4 separate regions of the Zea mays genome follow, and regions 1, 3 and 4 are each linked to region 2. Evidence: chromatin contacts called from public Hi-C data. All regions are on one chromosome and are shown on one strand. Each heading gives the region's core, a stretch centred on a gene start, on an enhancer-like site or on the middle of the called end of the contact. The rest is flanking DNA. Distances are from core to core; before and after follow the strand shown.

Region 1 (2,700 bases), core at 22-2,521, 370 kb after region 2:
AAAATAATAAAAAATAGAGCAATGATGCACAACAGCCTCAAATTACGCTGACAGGTATTGACGCGGCTGCCAGAATCAAAGTCTGAGCCCGCTCCTGGTGGTGTTTATTGGTGGTGTTCATGGGTATCACAAAATTTTAGGTTTTAGAATTAGTTTTCGAGCTGCCCATACCACTATTTTGTTGGTAAAATGAAGTCTTCAATGAAATGGACGGCTGCTCACTTCTATTTTTACTGCTCTCGCAAATCCATTTTTCACTTGTGTGAATGACCAAGCGATGATGCTATCACAAATAGTGTGGTGTGACCCTACAATTTCACTTTTCAGTCAATGATGATGGATCATACGAGACTTTTTTTACTTCAGCATGTTCTTTGATAGGGGACGAATTTGCATGAGGTGTTATGAACTACAGACGGAGGTGAGCATTGAGAGCGTTTGTGTATTAAAGTGCACTGCACTACAATACTTGTCTGTGGATGTTGAGCGTTTACTTTAGCTTAATCAATCTTGTAGTTTTTTAATGTTATCTTTGTCATCCATGCAAGATTATCTTCATCGTGTTTCGCAAGATGAGAGTCACCAAACACCTGTTTGGTTTTGTGTAGAACTTCACGCTCCTTTCTATCCCGGATACTTCTATCCTTATTCGGATGATGGTGCCTAGCAGCAACGATAGCCTATCATCGACCTTGACGAGCAGCCATAGATCTCCCTCAACAATTTATGTGCAGTCGCAACGCACATGCACTTAGTTAGTTAAGAATGAAGTTATTAGTTTTTACTATTTTAGATGGGAACGTATCTGGTGCAAACCAACTCCTCCGTGCAACCGTGCAAACTTCTAATCTGAACACATGATGTTAATCCAAGGGAACGCGCAGAGGAGTGGGAAGGGGAATTTTGAAAAGGTGTGATTAGCAGCGGACAGTTAAGTATAAAATTATCCACGTCCCTGCGTTTATTGGATCAACATTATATAATTTAGATTAGAAATTCGCACGGTTGTACAAATGAGTTAGTTTGCACCTGATATGTTCCCAATCCCATTTTAGATGGGAATACGAACAGGACACGGTTTAAGCAGTAAAAACGAACCAACCCCCACGCCGGCTTCGGTGGGTCGCGGATTCGTACGTCCCCGCCAAAAACCGGATTTGACAGCGGCCGATAACGTCCGCCGCGGCGGCGGCTGACGGGCTGAGAATAGGAGAGAGAAACCCCTCTTTCTCTTCCTCTCCTTCTCGACGAACCCGTCCCACAAGCACGTGCGAGCCAAGGCAGACAAGAGCGAGGTGGAGAGAGGGAGAGAGAGTGAGTGAGAGAGGAAAACCCCGCCCCCGTCCAGGCAACCTTCGTCGACGCATACGGCGGAGGCCACAGAGGCGCCACGCGAGGGAGCCCCGCCGCAGCAGCGGCCGCGAATTCGGCACCCCCGGATCTCCTTGCCGGCGCCCGGGGCCCCGATCGCCTCCTCCCCATGGTCGTGCCCCTCCGGGCGTTCTCCTCGCGCGGGCGCCTGCCATGTCGGACCTCGCTTCCACCAGCAAGGTATACGCCCGCCCGAGCCCAGTTCGCCACCTGATCCCTGTCGATTTCCCCCTCGAATTCCCCGGGGGATTCCCGCCCCGCTGCCGCCCGGCGGTTAATTCCGCGCCGAGGTTTAGATGGATGGATGGGCCTGAGCTGGCTGAGAGAGTGAGAGCTCGGACCCTAGTTTTTCCCAGCGCTTGCTGGCACCACTGCCTTATTTCCAACTGCGGTTCGGCCTCTTAATCTGCTGCCCGCCGTAGTCCAGCCCCGAGTTTTGGGGCTGTGTGTGTTGTTGGGAGGTGTTCTATGCTGCCTGAGCCACCGAATCTGTTGAGCTCACGTCCCGGCGATGTATACCGGCAACGCGAATCTGTGCACTGGAATGAATCAACGATCACTCAATCTCACCTAGACAAACGAAGAGCAGAGGCTGTTTTTGGTGTTGCGAAAAGAACAAGCAGCTTCTCTGTTGTGTTGTCTCTTTATTCAGACTTTCTAAAGTGATAAACATGCAGACTATGCGCTTGGTTTACAACTAACAGAATCAGCTCCTCATGTACTGTACTGATTGATAGGCTAGTGTTGGTTCCTTCTGTCACATGACGCAGTACTCATTCAAGCTACTCCTAGCTTGCACATGGCAAACCGACAAAATTCACTCCTAATAAATCGTTGTAGAGTTGGTAGTCCTGTTTTTTTGGTCCATGGATCAAACATGGCAAGTGTGGCGGTGTACTTCACGTGCGCAGCAACGTGTAACGGCACTCTTGAATATCTCACATGTTGACCCTTGTTTGTCACAGGATAAACTTGCGTATTTTAGAATAAAGGAGCTCAAAGATATCTTAAATCAGCTGGGGTTGCCGAAGCATGGAAAGAAGCAGGTCAGCAACTGTTGTGGTCTATTATTTCAGCTTTTCCAACACTCTGTTTCTACTCCGGGATGTGTAGGATTGCAACTGAATGGTGGCGCATGGCATACGAGCCTCCAGGGTGAACTAGCCATCTGGCAGTACATAGTTGTTGGGTCTGTTTGCTGTAGTGCTGTGCACAACTCGCTTTGGCAGTAACCATGGGTTCAATCCATCAGCATTGCATTTTCAGGAATCAGAACCATTCCCCCCCCCCCCCCCCCCCAACACAATCAGAATCTCATCTTCACTATAC
Region 2 (2,926 bases), core at 87-2,586:
TGGGCGGATGGGTAAGCCGGTAGAGATAGACTAATAAACCTAAGTAGCTAAGTATGTCTTGAATGCACATTGACAAGAAAGTCGGGCTCAGCCTCATGTAGTTACCAGTGTTTTAAATAGCGGGATAAGACCAACTCTAGCAACGCCCCATACTCCACTATGCATCCGCATTTTGCACGTCCGAAGCCACTATTCTGCCCTCCAGCAGACTCCGTAAACCACCATGCAAAATAGGCGTGTTGTCTTCCACCTGGTATTCCTACAGTGTCTATCTCTTCTCTGCACAAGAGGGCATTCAAAAACAGTCAAGCGTGGGACCCAACTTTCATTGAGAGGGATGGGGATGCGGATACAGAGCCTATTGGACGACCATGTTTATGCGGAGCCTGCTTGTCACGCAAAATACGGATGCGAAGATGGAGTCTGTTGGAGTTAGTCTAAGAGATTTATCCCTACGCTTCTCAAAATTGGAACTATCAAGATATATCGAGAAATAGTACCATATATCATGATAAATAACATAACTTTTGCACCGCTAAAAAGGCCATATCGGCATATTATCAGCCGCTATAATCAGATATTTAAAACCTTGGCAGATACCATTCAGGATTAATAGAGAGATTCTACTTAGAGATGACAATGGGGACCCGATCTCCGATTCTCCGCGAGGAATTTCTCCATTAGAGGATAGGGATGGGGAAATTTCTTCCCCCTCAGGGATGTAAATGGGGAAAACCCTCCCCCGATGGGTAAACCGGAACGGATCGTGGAAGCATTCTCCATCCCCGTTTTCGTGTACTGGTTAATGATAAAAATAAATAATTATTTTATCAAGAGATCATTTATTATACAAATGTGTTTATTTTAATGTGCACACAATAATTTTTTACATATGACAATTTGTATAAGTGATAATATTTTATATTAATAACAAATAATGTGTGTCCTAGTTATAATTTAAGCGAGAATGAGGATCCCGTCAGATATTTATCCTGCGGAGAATGAGGATAAAAATGAAATATTCACGCAAAACGTTCGTAAGAATACTCGTAAAAAAAAATTTGATAGTAAGAACGAGAATGAAGACTATTCTCCAACAATAAATTCTCCATTATCATCCTAGTCCCAATATCATCTCCTTCCCCTCGATCCGCTGTGTCCCCAGCTGTCCAAAGTCCCACTCCCAGCTTCCCTCCCCCTAAAAAACTCTCACACATCACCGCGAGAGAGGAGGCTGAGCCGCGGAGGAGCAGCGGCGCATCGCAACACTAACCAAAGGTACACACACGCTTCCCTCCTGCGCTTCTCCCTCCCTCCGCGACTGCTCCCACGCAGCTGTTGCCCTCCGGAAATCCAAAGCTCCCGGCCTCCTGCACTGCGTCCCTGTCAGGCCTGCTAAGCTCCAGCCAAAAAATCGTTGGCCTCGGTCTGGTGCCTGCTCCTCCTGCCGTCCTCGCTCCTCCCCACCTCCCGCGGCCTCCCACGCGACATGATTGCATTGCGGGCTGCCGCGGAGCTCAGCTCTCCTGTCCTGCCACCACCACGCCGCTGACGATGCCTTCCTCTCGCCTGCCTCTGCCTGCGCACAACCGAAACGGCTAGCCCGCCCTTCCTCCCCTCCCCTTTGCTTCCGCACCAAGATTTGGGCGGGCGTTCCTTCTTCCGATAAAGTTGACACCCGTCGTCTCGTCGTGGGCCTGGCAGATACTGATAGGTGGTCTGGTTCGTGACTTGTTCAGTCCTCCTCTCCAGGTGCCGAGCCAGGGTGACTGTTCCGAGGAGCGTGGCGTGGACCCATGGGGAAGAAGGGCAAGTGGTTCGGCGCCGTCAAGAAGGTCTTCAGCCCCGAATCCAAGGAGAAGAAAGAGGAGGTGATGCTTGCCCGCCCCCTTGGGATTCTCTTGCGTTTTGCGGGCTTCGTTTTGGATTTGTGGGTGGATCTGATCGGATTTTCGTGGTTTCCCCTCTCCCAATTCCGAAGAATCCAGTCAGGTGTTCCTGGGTAAAAAAAAACCGCACCTTGTTCACCCTTTTTCTATACTTCTCAGCCGTCGTCGTACTGGTGAATTTTTGGGTTTTGCATTCTGCATTGTTGTCAAGACGGCACTTGCTCCCCCCTTTACGACTACCTTGCAGATCCGTGATCGATCAAAGCGCGGCCTTTTTTTTTCTTGCGTTTGTTTTTGTCACTAAAGTTCGGACTGAATTCTGATCACAACCCAAAACTTTGCCCTTGGAATTGACAGAGGCTAAGGAGGAAATCAGCAGCTAGCAACCCAGCACCGGTAGATCTGACCCCATCTACCTCCCTGGAAGTCAATGTTTCGGTGCCACCCCCTCCGGCTCCTCCTCCAGTTCCTCGCCAGACCGACGAGGTCAGGGTCCCCGAAGCCGAGCAGGAGCAGAGCAAGCATGTCACCCTGGAGGAGGCCCCTGCTGCTGCTGCTGCCCCAGCACAGGCGTCGGTGCTGCCACCTGGTGCGCCAACCGAAGAGCTCGCCGCAATCAAGATCCAGACCGCCTTCCGAGGTTACCTGGTAATGTGAAATCACTTTTGTCCGAATTCACCTGCTCGGTGCCATTTGCACCTGGTTTTCCCCGAGAGATTTTGATATTTGCCATCAGCAAGAAACAGGTTTGTAAAATTGCCATCAGGCCCACATTTCATAGACCCAGCTGGACCCACGATTCATAGACACAGTGTTAATTATAACACGAAGACAACATTGTGAGTGGCAAAAATCCAATTATCTCGGTTTTCCCCTTAGACGCTTAGATAAGAACAAATGTGACAGTTGGAAATTGGTTTATATGGATGCCCGCGTTACATAGCACATGGAAGTGTTTGTTTCTGGAAGCTGCTGATTAGGTCTTCGATATTTGGGGGTTAGGAGGAGGTTTGTTTTGCTTTCCTGGTTTCGTTTCC
Region 3 (2,700 bases), core at 185-2,684, 420 kb after region 2:
GACAGGAGTACTAGTGCACTACTACAAAATAAACCAGAGTGAAGAAATTTACAGGATTTTTTTAAGTGAGCGCACATATTTACTACTACACAACTTACCAAGGAATCCAGATTCAACAGCATAAGAAAACAAAAGAACGGGGCCCGCCACCATCACAAGTCCACCACCACCCACAGTCCCCCATCGCCTCTGCGTCTCAGTGGCCGGTCAAAGCCACCGCCGCCGGCGCCGCGCCGGGCGGCGGCGGAGCGTGCCTCCTCCGGCCGCCGCTCCCTCCGTGGGCCCAGAAGCACCCGGCGCTCGTCGCGGGTCCCGCCGCCATCTTCGCGGCCGCGGTCGTCGCCGGCTCCGACTTGCACCGCTGCAGCACCAGCGGCCGCGCCGATGAGCACCGCACCGTCTCGTCCTCCTCTTCCTCTTCCTCGTCGTACTCATCGAACTCGTCGTCGTCTTCTACTTCTACTTCCTCCTCCTCCTCCTCTTCTCCTTCTCCGCTCAATACCAGCTGCGGCTCACGCGCTGGCGCTGCCACCGCTCCTGTTTGTTGCGTTGCCACGCCGTCCTCGTTCGCCGAAGCTGGCGCCTTCCGGGGAGAAGGAGAAGGCGAAGGGGATGGGGATGCTAACGGGGACGCCGCGGCGGCGAGGGCGTCCCTGGCCGGCGCCGGCGTTGGCGCCGTGGCGGTGGAGGGGAACCGGGAGGTGAGTGGCGACGTGCGGTTCTGCGGCGCGGACCGGCAGCGCATCAGCAGGAGCGCGTTCTTGGGCGGCGTAGTGGTGGCGGACGACACGGCCAGCGGCGCGTCCCGGTCGCCGTCGCCGTCGCCGATCCCCACCTCCTGTTCTCCGTCCCGGCCGGTCGACCCCAAGTCGACGTCCCCGACGCCGAGCTGCACCTCGTCCTCGGCCCGGCGCCCGCTGCTCGGGTCCGCGGGCGGCTTGGGCGCGGCAGCAACAGCGACGTCCCGGCTGCTGAACACCCAGGGCGAGCGGCGCCCGCGCTCCGCCGGCGGCTCGTGCCTCCGCTTCCGCGCGTCGGACGCGAACAGCCCGCCGCACAGGAACGCCCTCTTGAGGCAGCGGCAGTAGTAGTAGTAGCCGCCCCTGGCGGCGCCCTTGTCCCGCGCGGCCGCCTTCCCCACCGCCGGCGCCGTCGCAGTCGCAGGCTTCTTCCCCTTGCGCATCCGCACCTGGCCAATGCAGGTGACCTTGGGCGACGAGGGCTCCCCGTCGTTGGCGGCGCGGGTGCGCGCGCCGCGCGACACGAACATGGGCGACGTGGCCGGCGGCGCCCGGCGCGACCGCGCGCCCCGGCGGCTCTTGCTGAGCAGCAGGCGCGCCAGGCCCGGCGCCGCCAGCTGCGGCTTCTCCGCGCGGCCCGGGCTCGCCGCCGGCGGCTTCATGGCTGGCTGGCCGCAGCGGAGGGAGGGAGGTGGATGCCGCCGCGCGCGGTAGCGAGGTTAATTAATGAGGCGGCGCGGACACAGTGGGGGGACTGGAGGGGGGCGGGCGGTGGGCGCGGGCGTGCGGATTAAATGAGGCGACAGGCGAGGCGAGCTCCGGATCCTCCGCTGCTGGCGTGGGAAGCGTCAAGCTAGCGCTCGTGTCGTGCCGTGCCGTGCGTGCCTCGTGGGTGTGCGTGTGCGTGTCTTAGGATTCGCTCGGTGGTGGGCCTGGACCCGGTCCATGGATGCGTTGGATGGATCTGTCCTGGGCCCTGGGGCGGGTGGGTGGAGGCGTGGAGCCGTGGAGGAGGTATGCGACGGGCTTGGGCAGGCAGTGCATGGACCGGGTCGACGGCCATGGTAATGGGGGCGGGCGTGAACATGAGTAAGGTAACTGGGAGAAGCAGAGTGATGTCGTCTCAAGGACAAGGACGACGAGAGGATGCTGCATTGGCCATGGCTATTGCTGCTGCTCCAGCGTCCAGGGCGGCTCCTCCTCCTCCTCCTTCCTCCTGCGACCTGACCTGACCTCTCCTCTGCTCTGCTTGCGGCCACGTGCGATGTGGCCTGGCCATGCACGATCCGTCAATCCAATCCTGCCCCTTGAAACCTCTGGCTGGTTGGTTGGATGGGGATGCCTTGATTTCCGCACCCAGCCTGCATACCCGCCCGGCGCGGCGCTGCTGCTGCAAAAAAAAGCACGTTCCACTCCACATCCACACGTCCCTTCACTCTCATCTCAGGTCAGCTCAGCGTCCACCACATACAGTAGTATTTTCTTTTCTTTACTTTTCGTTTCCCCTTCGATTCAGGAGACGTCTCGTCCTCCTCTCTCTCTCTTTCGTCTCATGGAGGTAATGGTACTAGGAGGAGGATCGACGATCAGAGCAGTCTCTAAAATAAAGTAGGCGTTGCACGAGTGGGTGCGTGCATCTCAGCCAGCCAGCCAACCATGGCAGCAGCTTTCTTCACTCACATCAGCCAGTCTTCATCCTCTCTCTCTCTCTCTTGTTTTGTTTGGTGTCTGCTAATGCTAATGACCTTTCTGTCATATGCATGCAAAACAAAACTAACCGTGTGTGTGCTCATCAGTCGTCGTGGACGGCAGCATTGTTTAGTGATTTGCTGCCAGGGACAAGGACAGCACCCATCAAGGGCGTGCGTGTGGTGTGGTGCCATGTGGTGGTGGAGCTCCTCGCCGCCTGGGGATCCGATGCGATGCGCGTTTGTGTGAGCAGGGGTTGGATCTTGATCTG
Region 4 (2,700 bases), core at 183-2,682, 300 kb before region 2:
AAATCACCAAAGCTGGAATAGCTCAGTTGGTTAGAGCGTGTGGCTGTTAACCACAAGGTCGGAGGTTCAAGCCCTCCTTCTAGCGTTGTTTTTAACAACCTTATTGCTTCAACGAATTTCATCATAAATTGAAAAGGACGAGCTCTCGTGCTAAGTCAAAAGCTTAAACCTAGACATTTTAACTACATAATAATCATTACTTGAATGGGTTTTAGAATAAATTAAAAGAACTGGTATTTTTAATTACACAACATTTATTACTTCAATGAAAGAAACGAACCGCTACATACATAATCAGTGGCGGATAGGTAATTCCATAAACTTCTCTAACTCCACACCACATGGAACTAGACTGCTGTAAAACTTATACTATCCAGAAACTATTTGAACTGTGTTTGAACTTTGAAGAGCTAACCAATCTAGTTGACTTTGTAAAGCAAAGCGCTTCAAGAGGCCAACTGAAAGAGTCCAAGTTAAATAGACATGAATAAACTACAAGACATGCATGTACATACACAAAGTATAAGCAAAGCGCTTGAATTGATATAATTTTTAGTATAAGTACTCCGTAGAACGGTACGGATTGGTGAACAAGGCTAAATAAAAAAAAAGTGTCGATACACATCGAAGTGGCCAGAAGATGGGCCATTCTGATTGCGCAGTAGTCTGGGACCCTCCCGGCCCACACACACTACGCCTTTTTTTTTGAGAGTGAGAGAGAGAGGACACGCACTGCGCTTTAGGGGGCGTTTGGTTACTTGTATGGGTGAGCCTGGCTCGTATCTAGTGAGCCTGGCTCAGACTGGACTGGCTGAGTGCATGCAGTATAGCGTGTTTGGTTGTGTGTATGTGGCCAGTCTGGTTCACAAGAGATGTTGTTTGGTTGCTTGCATGAGTACATGGTGCATGAGTTAAAAAAATTGTTAAATAAATTAAAAAATCTATTAATAGACACTAATTATATGGTAAATTGCTTAATAGATACTAATTACATGTTAATATACACTAATTATATATTAATCTTAATCACGTAATTTTTTTATTTGAAATATATATAGTATGAGTGGTCTAGTTTCGTTCGCAAAAATGTCAGGAACGCGGATATGAAATCGGTTCGGTGATTAAATCTTTTAATTAGACGATATAATGAAAAAACCAATTAAAAACGTGTCTCGATATGCGTGCACGAGTAAAGAGCTGGCTGAGCGGAGCCTGGCCGCGCGCGTGCGGCCGCGCGATGCGTTTCTGCCGGGCCTGGCTCGCGGCGCTTTAAGGGCCTGTTTGGTTCGTGGCTAACTGCGCCACACTTTATCTAAGGTTAGGCGTTCGAATTGAAGAACTAACCTTAGACAGAAAAGTTAGGCAAAGTATGGCAAGTTAGGCAGTGAACCAAACAGACCTTAAGTTCCGTGCTAGCCTGTCTCGTGCGATACAACGAACCAAACAAACACTACTTTTTGCATGTGTAGATGCAGCTGCACCACCGGACAAGGCAACCAAACGCCCCCTTACACTCTCGGTGGCCAGTGGCCTGGTCTGTTCGGCTCCGAGCCTCCGATTTATCGATTCGATTCCATCATCCCTCTCCCGGCGCCCTGCCGTCCTGCGGGAGGGAGGTGCAAGCGGAACCAGCCCGGCAATGGCAGGCGCGGGTGGGTCCCGCGCACGCGCTTGTTTCCAGGAGCGGCCCGCGCACGCGTATCTGACCCGCGGGGTTCTCCTCTCCTCCCTCTCGCAGCTGCGCGGCGGCCGGGGGCGAAGCCCAGGGGCGGCGGCGGCGCGGGGAAGAGGAGCGCGTGGTTGGCGGCGGACGGCAGCAAGCGCTGGGGGGAGGCCTTCTTCCTGCTCTACACGCCCTTCTGGCTCACGCTCTGCCTCGGTGTCGTCGTCCCATTCAAGCTCTACGAGGTGCTCCTCCATCTCGTCACCATCGTCTTGTGTAGCCAGCCGCATGATTCTCGGTTGGTTGTTGGCCGGTCCATGGATCGGGTTCTCGATTGGATCTTGGACGACGTGATCGGAGCGGGTGAATAAACTACGTCTAATATATTACTATTTACCTTTCTACCCGTTCTTGGCTTCTTGTGCCATGTGCAGAGGTTCACGGAGCTGGAGTACCTGATCCTTGGCTTGGTGTCCACCGTCCCGGCGTTCGTCATCCCCCTATTCCTCGTAGGGAAGGTAACCCCCCTCCTCCTGTCTGTTCCCTCGGCTGGCTCTGGCTGCTCATCTCGCCAACATATGTATGTAAGGTTAAGGTCGCAGGATGTGTATGCTTTATGTTAATTCTTCATAGTATAAGGTGCACATGTGATTTATCTGCAGGCCACATTAGTGAAGGGGCAATGCCCGTCTTAACATTTTCATAATATACCAACCATTAGGTGAGAATGTGATATGGAAAGAAATAGCAAGCAGTTGGCAAACTATTAAAATTTAAAATGCAGAGCAGACTGGTAGGGGAAGAGGTCAAGCTACACGGTGCTCTGCTGCAGGAAGATCATTAGATTTAAGCCTACTACAGTATGGTCCCTCTTTGCTGTTTGTTTGTCTTCCCTCTCTGTCCTGAGACGTTCTGCATCTGTCAGCCACAAGCATGTGTTGATGCTGCCGGTCATGTGCTCTCCCTTTCACCTGTGAACATCACCTGTTATTTTCAATCATGTCCATTTTTGTGATTTGTGAAAGTGACCTTATGGG

Evidence for each region. A called contact is a pair of places that touch in the nucleus more often than the background predicts.
Region 1: a contact with region 2 is called in a Hi-C map of ear, with 3 times the contacts expected there. The contact joins the promoter of LOC100381570 here to the promoter of LOC100274440 in region 2. A contact is called at or near these places in 11 of 25 Hi-C or Micro-C datasets (bundle sheath, ear, endosperm and 4 more) and 1 of 3 datasets of contacts at active chromatin or transcription factors (leaf).
Region 3: a Hi-C map of endosperm shows a contact between it and region 2, with 4 times the contacts expected there. The contact joins the promoter of LOC100275842 here to the promoter of LOC100274440 in region 2. A contact is called at or near these places in 2 of 25 Hi-C or Micro-C datasets (endosperm and tassel).
Region 4: a contact with region 2 is called in a Hi-C map of leaf, with 7 times the contacts expected there. The contact joins the promoter of LOC100283632 here to the promoter of LOC100274440 in region 2. A contact is called at or near these places in 3 of 25 Hi-C or Micro-C datasets (endosperm, leaf and leaf mesophyll).

What each region holds. Positions count from the first base shown.
Region 1 is chr6:35,329,450-35,332,149 of Zm-B73-REFERENCE-NAM-5.0, reverse strand. LOC100381570 reads left to right here and starts at 1,271. Exons shown (of 17, transcript NM_001361448.1): 1 at 1,271-1,551; 2 at 2,337-2,417. The coding sequence starts at 1,525.
Region 2 is chr6:35,703,084-35,706,009 of Zm-B73-REFERENCE-NAM-5.0, reverse strand. It overlaps LOC100274440, which reads left to right and starts at 1,336. Exons shown (of 5, transcript NM_001148799.1): 1 at 1,336-1,871; 2 at 2,247-2,537. The coding sequence starts at 1,797.
Region 3 is chr6:35,280,113-35,282,812 of Zm-B73-REFERENCE-NAM-5.0, reverse strand. It overlaps LOC100275842, which reads right to left and starts at 1,434. Exons shown (of 1, transcript NM_001149825.2): 1 at 43-1,434. The coding sequence starts at 1,402. The coding sequence ends at 197.
Region 4 is chr6:36,002,720-36,005,419 of Zm-B73-REFERENCE-NAM-5.0, reverse strand. LOC100283632 (cycloeucalenol cycloisomerase) reads left to right here and starts at 1,432. Exons shown (of 8, transcript NM_001156533.2): 1 at 1,432-1,652; 2 at 1,739-1,908; 3 at 2,098-2,181. The coding sequence starts at 1,640. TRNAN-GUU (transfer RNA asparagine (anticodon GUU)) reads left to right here and starts at 12; the gene lies at 12-85.